3 separate regions of the Rattus norvegicus genome follow, and regions 1 and 2 are each linked to region 3. A link is a contact called in public Hi-C data. All regions are on one chromosome and are shown on one strand. The core of a region is the stretch at or near the end of the contact, and the rest is flanking DNA. Distances in the headings are between cores, read along the strand shown. Region 1 has its middle 63 kb from the start of Klf6. Region 2 has its middle 16 kb from the start of Klf6. Region 3 overlaps LOC102554523 (a long non-coding RNA gene).

Region 1 (4,637 bases), core at 9-2,508, 280 kb after region 3:
GTGAGACTTTGTCTCAAAAGATCAAAACAAAACACACAACAACAATAACAACAACAACAACCATCACCAAACATTAGGTTTAGAGACTGTGACTCTCAGTGGTTATCAGTGGAATTCAGTACACGTGTTTTCTCTCGACATGTTTGGCTTGGCGGAATGTAGGCTGATCAGTACACCCAAGAGAATATAGTAAGTCAGGGAGGCAGAAGTTTCCCTGTTTCCCATAACGTCCTTGTCCTTCTGGGGACTGCAGTGAGGATGGACTGCCCCTTTCCTGTGTGGGTATCTTCCGCTGAGTCAGTCAGTTGGTCAACATGACACTGCTGAAAATTCCACAGCCCTGCTTACACCCTTTCCAGTGGTGAGTGTTCTGACAGTGCACCCTTCTGAGTTGCCTGCAGTGCAGTGTTCCTGGTCGACATACATCCTCCACGTGACCTGGGTTTAGAAAACACCTTTCTCTCTCTCTCTCTCTCTCTCTCTCTCTCTCTCTCTCTCTCTCTCTCTCTCTTGAAACTCTCTCTCTCTCTTGAAACTCTCTCTTGAAACTCTCTCTCTTGAAACTCTCAGATAAACACACTGCAGGTTAACAGTGACGTCATTGCCAATTAAGTCTTGCTTTTTAAAAACATTAATAGGGAAGGCATGCATTAATGCCCTGCGTCACTGAAGGGGGGAGGGGAGATTTCTCAGCCATAGGGGCACATGCTTGTGCAACATGGCCAGTTTTTTTTTTCTGGGGTATATCTGAAGTCAGTGATTCTTACAGCTTGAAGGAGCTGCTTCCTAATGCATAGTATTATTTCATAATTGAATTTAACTTTTCAACATATCAAAGTACTGACAAGTCACTGTGATAGTCAACCGTGCTTGAAAAAGACACAGGTAGTGAGGTGAAGGGAGTATCATTTTCCCTGTGAGAGTCATTTCTTGGACAACTCTTTTCATCTGGAAACCAGGAAGTGAGTCAGCTTTACGAACTTCAATCTCTTGGCTGATGTTTTATTATTCATCAGGAATAGGAACTTTTTTTTTAATATCCCTACAGAACGTGGTATAGCCAAGCAGGCAGGTCACTTGTTGAAATCTCCTCTTCAAAATATCTACAGGTTCTGTTGTCAAAGATCTTAACGGCCTCTGATTGGAAAGGTGCCTGGCTGGTCACAAGACTGTGACTCACCCGAGTTAGTTAAACACACAGCCCAACTGACAAAATCCATGAGGTCATACCCTTTCCATGTGTCTTTAGCATAGTTTAGATACAGAAGTCCTTGGGTACAACGCAAAGCTTTCAAATCAAAAGACCGAGCTCTCAATGCTAGAGAAAGAAAACAGTCAGGGTTGTGTCTGAATAACAAAGGCAATGCAGGCTCCAAGATTCTTGGCTTGTGGCATTTGCTGATACAAAGTACTCCACAAAGTTTTACAATGTATAAACTAGTCACTAAGGCTGGTTAAAGTTTAACTCAACTGCAATATTTTGGACTTAAGTAACGCCTGAGGAATGCCAAGTTTGGTAGTGCTGAAAAAATCAACAAGTCCCAACAACTGTTTCCACCAAAAGAAGGCCCAGAAGAATGTTTAAAGTGTTTCAGAATGGAGAGAAAATATTAAGGTTTCTTATGTGCGAGGAAACGTCTTCCTGCCTTCTTTCTGGGCACTCATATTTAGTTAAGCCACAAACACTACTTTCACTGTGAACAACAACAAAGTCAGAAGTGTCAAAAGGCAATCCCCTTTTTTTCTAAGAATGATCCATAAAAGGCAAAAATATCAGAAGTAAAATGGACTGAGTCACCTGACCTTACCTCTGTGTTGAGATGTAATGTCAGGAAGACAGCACAAAAGGGTGAGCTCATTGTTTACCTAACCCCTACTGGTCCTGAGAGAATAAGTGTGAAGGAGCCCTCCACAGCCAGTGACAGAGGTATCAGTCACTCCTAGGAAACCTGATCAGTCATTTAAGCAAAACACCGGTCAATGATAAAGAAAGAATGGGTAATTAATTATATTGACCTTACTGTTCTTCTGGGTGAATTTATTATTGTTGGGGGGTCCCAGGCAGGAGTGTTTCATTTGGGAAAGGTTTAGGCTCATGTGATGAAGCGATGTTGCTTTCAAATTGAGCAAATCATTGTTTAACTTCCTTTTTCCAATACTGCTTGTTCACTTCTGGGAAATCTTAAGAAAACACAGAAGCATTGTGGACTCAAAAGCAGAAGTCAAGGATTTGAAATGTGATGGTACATCCTGCTCTCTTGTCCCCAGTAGAAGCAGCAGGATTTGAAGAAACTTCTGTACTTATTGTAACTTCATGTTTCCTTAAATCTTATTTTTAAAAAAAATCTGTCTGCCATTCAAGATTATGTTTCCAAGATTATTTTCCAACAATTATATTAAGGCTGCCATAAAACAGCAGTGTTTACCTTTCCAGCAACCCAAATAGTTTTAAATACTCTGGTTTCCTCAGTGTGTGTGGGAGGGTGAGGGTACAGGTGGTATGAGTTCGTGTGTGTGTAGACACACATGTGTGTTTACATGTAGAGGACAGAGGACAGCCCCAGGTTTTGGTTCCCAGATATTATACACCTTTGAAACCTTTGAGACAACTTCTCAGTGGGTCCTGGACTCATCATTTAGACTAAGCTGGCTGACCAGCAAGACTGAGGGGTCATTCTTTGTCTATCTCCCCAGCATATGAATGGCAAGAGTGGACCACCATGCCTGGCTTTTTAGCCGGTTTCTGGGAATCAAAATGAGGTCCTCATGCTTGTTTGGCAAATATAAAGTGAGATGGCCTCCTAGGACCCAGCATCTTTTTATGCTGGCCCTGCTCCATCAAGTAAGTGGTCCATCCCGTTCTTGTTCTTCCATAGTCTCCTGTGTGCATGAAATATTTTCCCAAGGAAGACCTGTTTGTCAAAATTCTAACACAAGCACTCATGACTTACATCCTTCTCAAGTACATTAACAACACAAGAGATGCAATAGCTCTTTACGTAACAAAAAAATAAGTAGCCTGGTATGTGATGCCAGAGTCCAAGTGGTATATATATATATATATATATATATATATATATATATATATATATATATATATATATATATATATTTATATACACATATATATGTGTGTGTGTATATATATACATATATATGTATATATACATATATATATGTTTTATATGTGTGTGTGTACACATCTATACATATATAAATATATTTAATAGCTTACTTCAACCAAATGGTGTAAACTCAATCATTATCCTCAAGGAAACAAAACTCAGTAGCCATTATTAGCATTCTGTCTGAGCTCCACCCCCACAGTTACCTGGCAACAGCCAGGTATGCCTGATACTGTAAGAGGCTGCTTGCCCCCTCCTCTCTCTTTTGCTCTTACCCTCTTCCCCCTTTGTCCCATTTCTCCCTATTCCATTCCATGCTTTTCTCCACGTGGTCATGTCTGGCCTCTACTCTACCCCTCTCCTTCTTCACTCTTCTATTTCTCTCTCTGCCTTTTTCTGCCCTAATGCCTTCTTAACTCCCCTCCCCAAGCCCTGAATAAACTCTATTCTATACTATACCTTCGTGTGGCTGGTCTATCAGGGGGAAGAGATGTCTCAGCATGGGCCCGCTGAGGCACCCCCTTTCCCCATACCTCACCACACTTCCATAGAATATAACAGCCCCCTTTATCTTTTTATAAACACAACATTGGTGCTGAAACTCAGGACATATCCTCTCTTTATCTTCTTACAAACACATCAGCCATGGCCACCAGTCAAACTGGGTGACCAAGAAAAGGGATGTGGCCATTACCATGAAGAAAAGCACTTTTTCTGATTTTATTGTTCTTCAGCAAAACCCTCCCACAAACAACCATAACTGACACTCTTTTTATGTTTCAAGGAAACTGCCCTCTCCTCCACCATTACGTTACAGAAGACTTTTATTTCATGTGTGTTAAGATTTTAGTTATTAAAAAATTATACATATAGGTAAGTCTTTGGTATCTTGCTCTTGTTACTGTTTATTTGCTCATTTGCTTGTTTTCCAGAGAGGGCTTTGCTATGTAGTCATGACCAGCTTGAAATTCACGATATAGATAGGTCGGTCTCAAGCTTTCACTCTCCTCCTGTCTCGGCCCCCTCTGTGGTTGGACCAAAGGTGTGCGCCACCATGCTCAGCTTGGTTCTTACTTTTAAGTGGGATTCCTGTCATATTCTCAATAGATGTGCCATGTGGATTATGCCTAAAAGAGACAGAATTATAGGCTTTTAAAAACTGGAGTTAAAAAGTCAGGATAACTACAATAACGTGTGCTTAGACTTATGAGTCCTCAGGTCATTAGTGCATGTAGGACAAAGGCTTTCATTACATCCCATCCCTAAACCAATTTGATAAGGAAACATTTGCTCATTTAGCATTTCTAGTCTACATCTAGCTAAGATAGCAGTGCATTGTGGGATAGTTGTGGGACCGTCTTGTGTACCAGAACAAAGCAGTTGGGTCTAGAAGGAGAGCTTAGAGGTCAGGAGCCCTTGCAAACCTTTTAGAGAACCATCCATTCCTGGAACTACAACGAGCAGCTCAAAACAGGCTGCAACTCCATTTCCAAGAGGTCTGATTCTCACCCT
Region 2 (4,842 bases), core at 663-3,162, 320 kb after region 3:
TAACCAGACCTAGAGCTTTTTAGCCCAGGTCTCAGCACAGTTCTGAAAGCCACGGATTTAAGAAGTCTTTGGAATTCCTTATCTTAAAACACGTTGAACAATCAATGTATGGTAAAGGTCGAGTCTCTGGCTGCAAAACCCTGACCACCAAGGAGGGAGCCCGGAGGGCTAGGACGGAGTGGAGATAATTACAGGATTGAACCGGTTCTGTTGGAGGCAAAGCAGGAAGTGAGTAGCCTGGTTAAGACTCAGCCTGTAAACTCCTGGTAAATTCAAGTAATTCGTGGTAGTCTTTGTATGTCTTCCAAGCTCCATGGGACTGCTTCTGACTGCCGATGAGGGACCATCATAAGTGGACTGAGATCCATTAAGCTATTTCTCTATCCTCAAATAGAGAATGTGTGATTGGGAATAATCTGTGTCTATGGCCATGGACACAGGGTGGGCCACCTCTTAAGGAAGGGGCTTTTCCCAATAAAGACATCATCTTCCCCTAAGAGAATGGGGGACGGGATGTATCCAAGGGTGTTGGAAGTTACATAGCAACAGATTCTTCAGTGGTGTTTATGAAACTGAAGCCTAGCAACTCATGAAGGAGCCAGGTCCACAGGATCTCCTTGAATGAGACTTGCAGTTACAGTTGTAACTGATTCAGAGGTGGTCACATGTTGCTCACCCAGAATGTAACCCTGCGGCAGCAAGTAGCAGGAAAACAGCCATGCCCGTTTTATTCATATTTTATAACCTACAGTAAACATTTACTTAACAATTCTACCCTGCCTATCACCGCCTTAGACACTTATGTAGAACTTAGAGTCAGACTGAATGCAAATAAGATGTTAATTATTGCAAGCAAATGATGCCTGTATCGTTAGACTCTGATGAATTTTTAAAATACACTGGAGGGGGAGATGGAGTCATAATATAATTCTCTATGAGGGTTTTGAAAGAGCGGTCATTAAAATCCGTATGCTTCTGTATTACAGGCAATAAGATTTTTTAAGCCAGGACGAAAGTGGAATTCTTTTGGTTAAGGATTCTAATAGGATTCTTTTTTGTTCTGTTTTAATCCTTAATCCTTAATCGAGGGGGAATGTCCCATCTCCATGAGTCATCAGAATGGCTTCTCACAGGTAAGACCTAGAAGGTTCCCGATATGCTTCCCCTGATTTGAGAAACTTACTCAAGCCAACTAAGACATTAAAGGGGTCTGATAAGTCTAAATCCTACTCCAGAATGTCGCCTGAACCCTGGACCGCGTTTTCTGGGTTACAGAAACAGGCACACCGTTTGGAATCTGCAGCAGCTGGGCAACACCAATTTGGCAAAATAGTAGCACAAAGGCAAAAGATAGCTATCTCCTCTTGAAGCCGCTGACTCATGCGGATGAGTCATTTACAATCAGCATGGCGGTGGGTCTGAGGGAAACCAACCCCGAGAACACTGTGCGCTGAGCGCTGACCAAGTAAACAGTGCAAACTCCCTCTGCTGATTCTAGGAAAAGAATCTTGGAACCTTTAGAGGAAGAAATCAGAGAGGCCTGCAAAGCCAGGCAACCTCCCGGCCTTTCCATTCTCAGTTCTGATATCCTCTGGCACCGGAGCCCAGCGCTCAGCATTTAGGTAAACATTCCACACTGGTGTGAACACCTAGGTGACCCGAGTAAATTATGAATTCCCAAGATAGAATTACAGTGTCATCAAGTGTGACTGTATATAACTGGGCACGCGTTCATTTCCCCCTCCGATTAGTTATAGCATAAATAATTCACAGGCACCAACCAGAGCCAAAGTTGCTCAGTGGAAGTCTCTTTTTTTGGTATTAAAAGGATGAGTGTCTTTTCCTTAAGAACCTTCTAGCAACATGTACAAATAAAGCCACACGCAGTGACAAACTGTGCTGCCTGGAGTTTAGCTGATGACATTCTTGTTATTGAAACAGGAAATGACTCAGCCTGGGCTAGACCAGAGAGGATCATACATTATATTCCGTTTTGTTGGCTGGTTTGAAAAAAAAAGAAGACAAACTATCACAAAGCAACAATGTTTGTTTATTAAATAATACCTTTTCTCAGTTGAGAGAGAAAAGAAAAGTGAAGTGGAGGTTAAAGTTTTCAGGATTTTAATTTATGCACTGCATTCTAGCAAATAAAAAAAATTCCTTGACAAGCCATTATTAAAACGTTGCAAAACAGGTTTTTCACAAGTGTTAGGATCAAATGACTGTTCTAGGCTCCAGAAGATATGTTTACTATTCCTAAAAGGCACGAGTTAGGGTATTAGAGACCAGAGAGAAAACTATCAGTACTGAATACTAACATTTCTATGGTTAGTTGGAACCTGCTCTGTTTAGATAAACTGATTTCGAACATAATTTTATTTTATGCTCATTGGTTTCTTTGTTTGTTTGTTTGTTTGTTTGTTTGTTTGGGGTTTATTTTGACTGCACTACGTGAAGACACCAGGAGTCCTGAATCTGGAGTTACAGACAGATGTGTCAGTACTCTTAACTGCCGAGCCATCTCTCCAGCCCCAAGATAAACTTCAGAAACATTTTTTAATTAAAATATATCACTTCCCTCCTTTCTTTACCTCCCCCCAAACTCTCCTTGTCTAACCCATTTCCTCTCAAATTGATAACCTCTTTTATGTTGTTGTTACAAATGCACATGCACAAAGACATGAGTACAACCTTAGATAAAAGTTTTAACACATTACTAAATACTACTGTTTTACTAACATTTTTATTTTTACTTTTCATTTTTGACCAGGACTAATCTGAAGTTTACCTTTGTCTATTAAAAGTTTGCAACTGTGATAACTGGCCACGAAAATCATTCAATCAAACAGACAAAAAAGTTGAATGTTGATTAAACACTATAAATTTTTACATAAATAACTGAAATATCTTACCCACTAACTCTAATATGATAATAATAATAACTTAGATAAGTTTTGTAACACTTTTAACTCTGAAATATTTTTAATTAGAAAACTATATTTTCTATTCAATAATCAGCAAATAGTAACTTAAGTCACCCACCCAGAGCTCAGATGACTCATACGGAAAGACTTTCTGGTCTCTCACCTTAAATGTGTGACATCTTTTGCCAATCATTGACTTTCTTGGTCAGATAAGTCTCCACCCAATACAATATACATTTTTTTTTATTTTGGCAAGGTGACCGTTACTGTTGGATGCTGTGTTAGAACATGAAACCATGGCATATCACGGCTTTGACCTCTGTGTACATGCAGATGAAACAGGCTTCTCAAGGCAGCAAATTGGTCAGACTCAAGCTCGAACTCAGAACACAAAAGGCTGACTGCTGCCCTACTCTTTGTAAATGCGCCTCTTCTCTGCCAGATGAAGGGCGGTCTCTTCAGAGCTTAAAAAGCTCTGGGCTTTTTTTTTCTTTTTGGAAATGTCTTTTCCCTCCTTAAATCTCAGAATGAATAGTTTCCATCTGTAATTGTTAGTTTTATATTTTTAAATAGTGAACTCCGAAACAGAATGTCTCATTATCTGTGAAGTGAATTCAGGCGTCTGCTGTGTACAGCTCTCTTTCGGTAGAAACACAACACAGTCGTTTTTTCTCCAGGGGGTGGGGGTGGGGCGGGGGAGGGGCGGCTCTTAGAAAGCTATTCTTCTTTTCTTTCAGCTAGGTCTATATTGCCACTTATCTGCTGTTCCCGTGCTCTGCATAGATCTAACTTAGATATTTAAAAAATAAATACTCTAGACATTATCCTGGATTGGCAGGTATGCAAACACATGTGGTGTCAACCCTTCCTTTTAAATCTGAAGTGGATTATTTCTATAAATGTGCAAAAATTTGAGTTTCCTAAAGTGTGGTTTGTGATGCCTACGAGCCTATTCAGGAAAAACCACAGCTCTGGACACATCTTCTCTGTTATTTTCCCTAAGACTCGGAGAATCCTTTGCAGTTTTAGATTTTTTTGAGATGACAGCTCTTCAGAGTCGTGTGCTTTCCTGTGCTCTATCATGAAAGGTTTTACCTTGGCGATTTAAGAAAGTGTCTATCTGCCCCTCCATCTGGCAAGGGCTTCTCAACTGGCTTGTGATATCTCATCAGAGACGTGGCAGGCACTGTGGCGAGGCACTCGGTTCCCAGACGGTCACACCTCAACATTTTCATGCTGCCATGACAACACATTTGTATTTTAAAAGTATCCTTTTTGGATGCAAGGCATCGCCCCGTTCTAGGATTTACCTCCTAATGACACCTTGCATTTGAACAGGATAACCTTTGTAAGCAGTTATAAATACCACACCAACAAAAGGATTTTCTTTCAATTGCACAGTGTCTGAGCAATTTCAGCAAAAATATTTTCTAGTCCGTCAGTCTCTAAAAATAATCCTTGGAAGGAGTATTAAGGCATAGCCTGTGTTTATGAATTGGCTAATCACACAGTACAACACCTATTCTGGAACGTAAATCCAAAGACGTTCCTTCAGTCCATCATTGGCCTTTATACAGATTCCAGCATCCCATAGACCACATGTCACTATAGCCAGGAGTCCCTTCAGTGTATGTGTTGTTTCCATTTGTGTGTCTCTGTGTGGATGTCTACTGGTGCAAATGTGTCTGTGTGCACATCCTTATCCCCAAACAAGGCTATTCCTGGCTGAGAAAGAAATCCAAGCAAACAAAGAAATCAGTGAGAGAAATTTGCATGTGAAACCAGGTGGGATAAGAAACCTGGGGTCAAAAGAGGATCTGAGAAGCGGCAGCAAGAATAATCCTGCAATACTCATGGCCATCTGAGGCCAGGAAGATACCAACACTGACAGGGACACTTCGATATGTTCCTCTGGTTA
Region 3 (4,733 bases), core at 2,218-4,717:
ATTGATGTAAAGCAAGTCAGACTTCGAATCCTACCTCTTGATGTCCATAGATTGAGAAACTCACTCCTCATGAAACTTAATTTCAGGGTTGGTGAAATTGAAAATGCATTACCTACCACCAGTACAAGTGGGTGGCCATAGTGGTCAAGTGATAATATACCCAGACTATCCACTGTAATATATGCTACACTGAATGTGGTTAACAATTGTAATTGAGGGGATTTTTGTTGTAATGAATGATAAGTATATAGGAACATTTTCTAGCTCTTTGGTGTATATGTATGCATCCTGTGATATATATTCATGCATGTGTATGTGTGGTTGCACATATGAATGCATATGAAGGCCAGAGTTAATGTTTGTGTCATCTTTACTCCTCTCCACATTTTTTTGCCAAACCAGCACCGTTAGTTGAAGTACTCATTCACTTACTAAGCTAGTCAAGCTAGCCAATGTGCCCTAGTCTTCCCTGTCAATGCCTCTCAGGCCCTGGGATTACATTCAGGGGGCCATGCCTAGCCAGATCTTTTGTGCATGCTGGGCATTCAAACTCTAGTGCTCACATTGCCTAGAAAATGTGTTACCCACTGAGCAATCTTGCCAGTCTATTTTTATATGCTAAGCAGATATGACACCATGTAAGGAGTTGTCAAATATGTTCTTTCTAGCAAAACCTCTCATTCAATCAATGAGTAAGATATCAAGCAACTTAACTGGGGTAAGTAAACTAAGATATATTAAAGTGACAAACATTTACAATTATTTTATTGCTGTTGCCTCGTTTAGAAAGATGCCAAGCAAGTAGGCAGTTGATAATGACCCAATATAAAACTGTCCTTTGTAGGCCATGGGTAGAAGTAAATTGCCTTAAGAGAGTTTTCTTTCATGACCATAAAATCTCACAATTGCCAGAAGATATTGCAAAATGTCAACCTAGCCCATATTTGTGAAAGCTCTTGAAATGATCAATGCAATATCGAGGAGAAAGCCAAGAGGGTGGAAGAGGGTCATTGCACATCCTCTCTCTGGCAAGTACCCACATCAAAAACCCGTTTCTCTGAGCCAGCTGTCCCCATTCTGCTAATGATGCCAATATACAATAAGAGTTGCAGAGGGCTGACAGGTCATGAAATAAGTCAGTTTCTTTGGAATCCCTGAGTCAGAGCTCTGCCTACCTCAACTACACCCTCGAAACACCCAGGACAAAAATCTTCCAACACAGGCCCTGCTCTTGGAATTTACTCTCACAGACTCAGGAGAGCCCCTTCTGCCTGGCAGGAATATGCAGTTCAAACAAAGCCAACCTCATTTCTACTATCTCCCTTCAAAGCTCTAATGCTTATCACTTGGCCCCCTGCCTAGACAATGCTGTGAATTTCCATGAGGATATTAACACTAGGTATCAGAATCTACCACATCGAAGACATCTGCTATATGTCAGCTGCCATTCTCTTGCAAGTTTCTCTTCTGAATGTTAATGAGGAGTGGCACTAGTGGCTACAAAACACAGAAGAAGATGCCTGAACTTTATCGTGTTTCAGCACCTAGCCTTTCTCAGAACACTGTCTGTGGAATTATAGCTTCATCCCTTGTGTGTGTTTGGGTGTGATTTATATATGTGTATGTGTACACACAGATGTATGAATGTGTATGTCTGGAGGCTGGGGGATCAACCTGGGGTGTCACTACACAAATGCCATCCACCTTGTTGAGTTTTTTCCTGCAGGGAGGGTTATTCATTGTCCTAGAGTTTGTTAATTAAAGCCACACTGGCTCCAGAAAGCCTCAGAGATCCGCCTGTGTCTTACTAGATTCTTACAATCTAGTCATCAATTCAAATATAAACTCTGAATACGAAAATGAGAATCTTGATCTACAGCCTTGTAGTTTAAACTATTTTCTAGTAAGTGATACATCAGAAAAAGGAAAATGAGATTTTTCATAGAAAGAATTGTGGATGAATCAAGTAAGGTTCTGAAAATGTAAATTTTCCCATCTTAATGCTTTATATGTGCTAGACTTTTACAAGTATTCTGATTATTAATGTTTAGTACTTTAGCATAACAAGGAATGTTCCTAATAGAATTGAAAATGCAAACACCTTCCATCTTGAAGGATAGGCTGTTTACCAGCATAATAGCAAAGCAATTAAAAGATGCCAGGAGCCAAACCTGGTGACCTCACTTCAAACACCAGTACTCAGTAAGGAAGGATATAATTGACTTTACATAACTATCCCTTGATCTCCACGCGTATTCTCTCTCTCTCTCTCTCTCTCTCTCTCTCTCTCTCTCTCTCACACACACACACACACACACACACACACACACACACACACAAACACACACAGAGTTTATATTTATCATTGTTCTGTATAACAAAATATTAAGCACTCATTTTTTCTGATATATGGGAGATTATGGATCAGGTAAAACTTAACGAAGATGATCATGGCACTGTCTAAAACTGACTTCATCTCATTGAATCAAATGCCCTTGAGCATATCAATTTATATCTCTGAATTTACCTGTCAGTAAAATGGGGATAAAATTATGCATCTTACTACTTTATATCATAAATTATATAAAATATAAAAAAACAGACTTCTCTGATCTGGCTAGTATTCTTGTGTAGTTGTAGGTTGAGGATCTAATTCTTAGTATATCAGAGCATGACCTAACGTGAAGACAGAAAGACAGAGAGCTAATGAAGATTTGCTTTTAAAGGCAATACATTTTTATTAAAAGGAGGTTGGGATGCAGTTGTACATAGAGGGATGACCAGATAAGAACAGAAGGAAAAGACCGCAATGCGCATGCCAAAAGAGATACCTTGCTCATGGCTAATCTGGTACTTACAGCCTCGAGAATTGTGAGAAGTTTATGTTGTTGAAGTATCTCAATCTGGGCTTTTTTTTTTTAGACCACATTGGAAAATTAGTATATAGCTATATGAGACTAGGTACTCTGCAGTTTTCAAAGGCTGCTTTAATAATTATCAGCAGTTCCTCCTGGGGAGCAAAGGACGATGGGTAAAGCAGAAATTAGACTTTGCCACTGAGCTCGTCACTAACTCTCCTTACCTCCTGCTCATTCTATTGCCTCAAACAGAGTCTCCTTTAACTTCCTTGTGTCTACGGATGTTTTATTATTGTTACCTCCAGGTATTTTTCATCAGTGTTCACTTTTTAATAGGAGGAAGAAAATAGAAATGTAAAACGAAGTATGAGTTTACAAATTATGCAAGATTCTGAGCCAATAGATTAAGAAATCAACAATATCAACAAAGTATAAACAAGCATGGGAGAAATTAAAACGAAACTGGGCTGTCACAGAAACCAGTTTATAGACCTCGGTAAACGATTTTACAGGAAGGAACTTTCGCTCACGCAGCCACACATTAAGCAGTTATGATCGGCCTGTAAACTTTCCAGTTCTATGACTCAGAGCTTAGGACCTCAAGGGAAGTGGCAAAATAAAACACCGCCCAAGAACTAACCAGGCCGAATACTGCTTAACATTCAGGCCAGATGCATTCAGGGTGCTAAAACCATTGACTTCTGAGCTCTGTTTATAATATTCCAACAGAGACAAGTACTATACTATGAGTGTCCAAATTCAAAGACCAAGAACTGCTTCTCTGTTTGACTCCAAGGACGAACCTGATAGGAGTCATGAAGAAATAGAGGCAAGACAGATGCATGAAAAGAAAGCTGGGATTGTAAAGACCAGGTTCTCTGGGAAATCACCACACCCCACAAGCACAGCATGTATAGAGTAGAACAGAAAGACAATGTGACTGCATACAACTGATCAAGGCAGGTTTATTTCAGTACAGAAAAGCTAGTTTTAGGTGCTCAGCTGATGTGAGGAGAGAGATTTAGCTAAGCTTGGTTGGAGCAGTGTTTGGAGAGGACCAGTCTTTAGGCTGAAAATATTTGCAAGACGAAAGCTGTGGTGGACATTTTCTCCACATGTATCAGCATACCACATGGACCACAAGGTGCCGAGCCCAGTGTAGCCCTGATGGGGACGGAGTAATTTGGTGACATTGTTCTTGCTTTTGGGACAGGGCCCTGGTGTGAGCCTCCAAGAGTGTTGATCACTACCGTGGGCATAAGGCTTGTTTGTGGAATAATGTTCTTATTTCACATTTCTCTGAGGAAGGTCCTTCCTGTTAATGGTATTGACTCCATGATAATCAAATAGCAGGAGTCCAAGAGGTGTGGCTAATGTCTCAGCAAAATGGGCAACCCTTAAGGCTATGGGGAAGAGCTCTAGATACATGAGTTCAAAAATATTTTTTCCACTATGCAAATATGCAATATGAATTATGAAGGGCTTCACGAATCTAAAGGAACAAAGGCAGCTGCATTAATGAACCAACTGGTCAGAAAGAAACAAAGGCAGGCGGATTCCTGAGTTAAAGGTCAGCCTGGCACACAATAAGGTTAGGCCCAGGTGTGGTAGAAATGGTGATTTCAGGGCAGAGACCCGCCCAAGTAGTTTATCCTTTGTCCTTAACAAAGGTAGACAGATCTATGAATTCTTTTACCAAGTTAAGAAAAAAAAATGTTTGCTTGCTATCTTCAGAATCAAAGAGCTAGGGTCAGGGGGTACTGACTTATAAGATAATCTGAAGGAAGCCTGGAGGAAATGACTGAATTGATATGGAAAATAAAAGAATGGATCTGTGTTCTGCAGGAGATGAGCTACCCAGTGAATTTTTTAGGA

Evidence for each region. Hi-C and Micro-C count contacts between places; a contact is called where the count stands out from the background.
Region 1: a Hi-C map of the Rat2 cell line shows a contact between it and region 3, with 2.8 times the contacts expected there. The contact joins two enhancer-like sites.
Region 2: a contact with region 3 is called in a Hi-C map of the A7r5 cell line, with 4 times the contacts expected there. The contact joins two enhancer-like sites. A contact is called at or near these places in 2 of 12 Hi-C or Micro-C datasets (the A7r5 cell line and liver).

The regions. Positions count from the first base shown.
Region 1 is chr17:69,519,567-69,524,203 of GRCr8, reverse strand. No RefSeq gene overlaps it. Among named protein-coding and RNA genes, the nearest start is that of Klf6, 63 kb to the right of the region's middle. Within about 2 kb of position 1,258, at least 25 of the 93 cell types and tissues checked have an H3K27ac peak or open chromatin away from gene starts, as enhancers often do.
Region 2 is chr17:69,471,726-69,476,567 of GRCr8, reverse strand. No RefSeq gene overlaps it. Among named protein-coding and RNA genes, the nearest start is that of Klf6, 16 kb to the right of the region's middle. Within about 2 kb of position 1,912, at least 33 of the 93 cell types and tissues checked have an H3K27ac peak or open chromatin away from gene starts, as enhancers often do. A contact at or near this core is called in the A7r5 cell line, where this site is marked.
Region 3 is chr17:69,797,110-69,801,842 of GRCr8, reverse strand. The region is part of intron 3 of LOC102554523 (a long non-coding RNA gene); the gene reads right to left. Among named protein-coding and RNA genes, the nearest start is that of Klf6, 340 kb to the right of the region's middle. Within about 2 kb of position 3,467, at least 22 of the 93 cell types and tissues checked have an H3K27ac peak or open chromatin away from gene starts, as enhancers often do. A contact at or near this core is called in the A7r5 cell line, where this site is marked.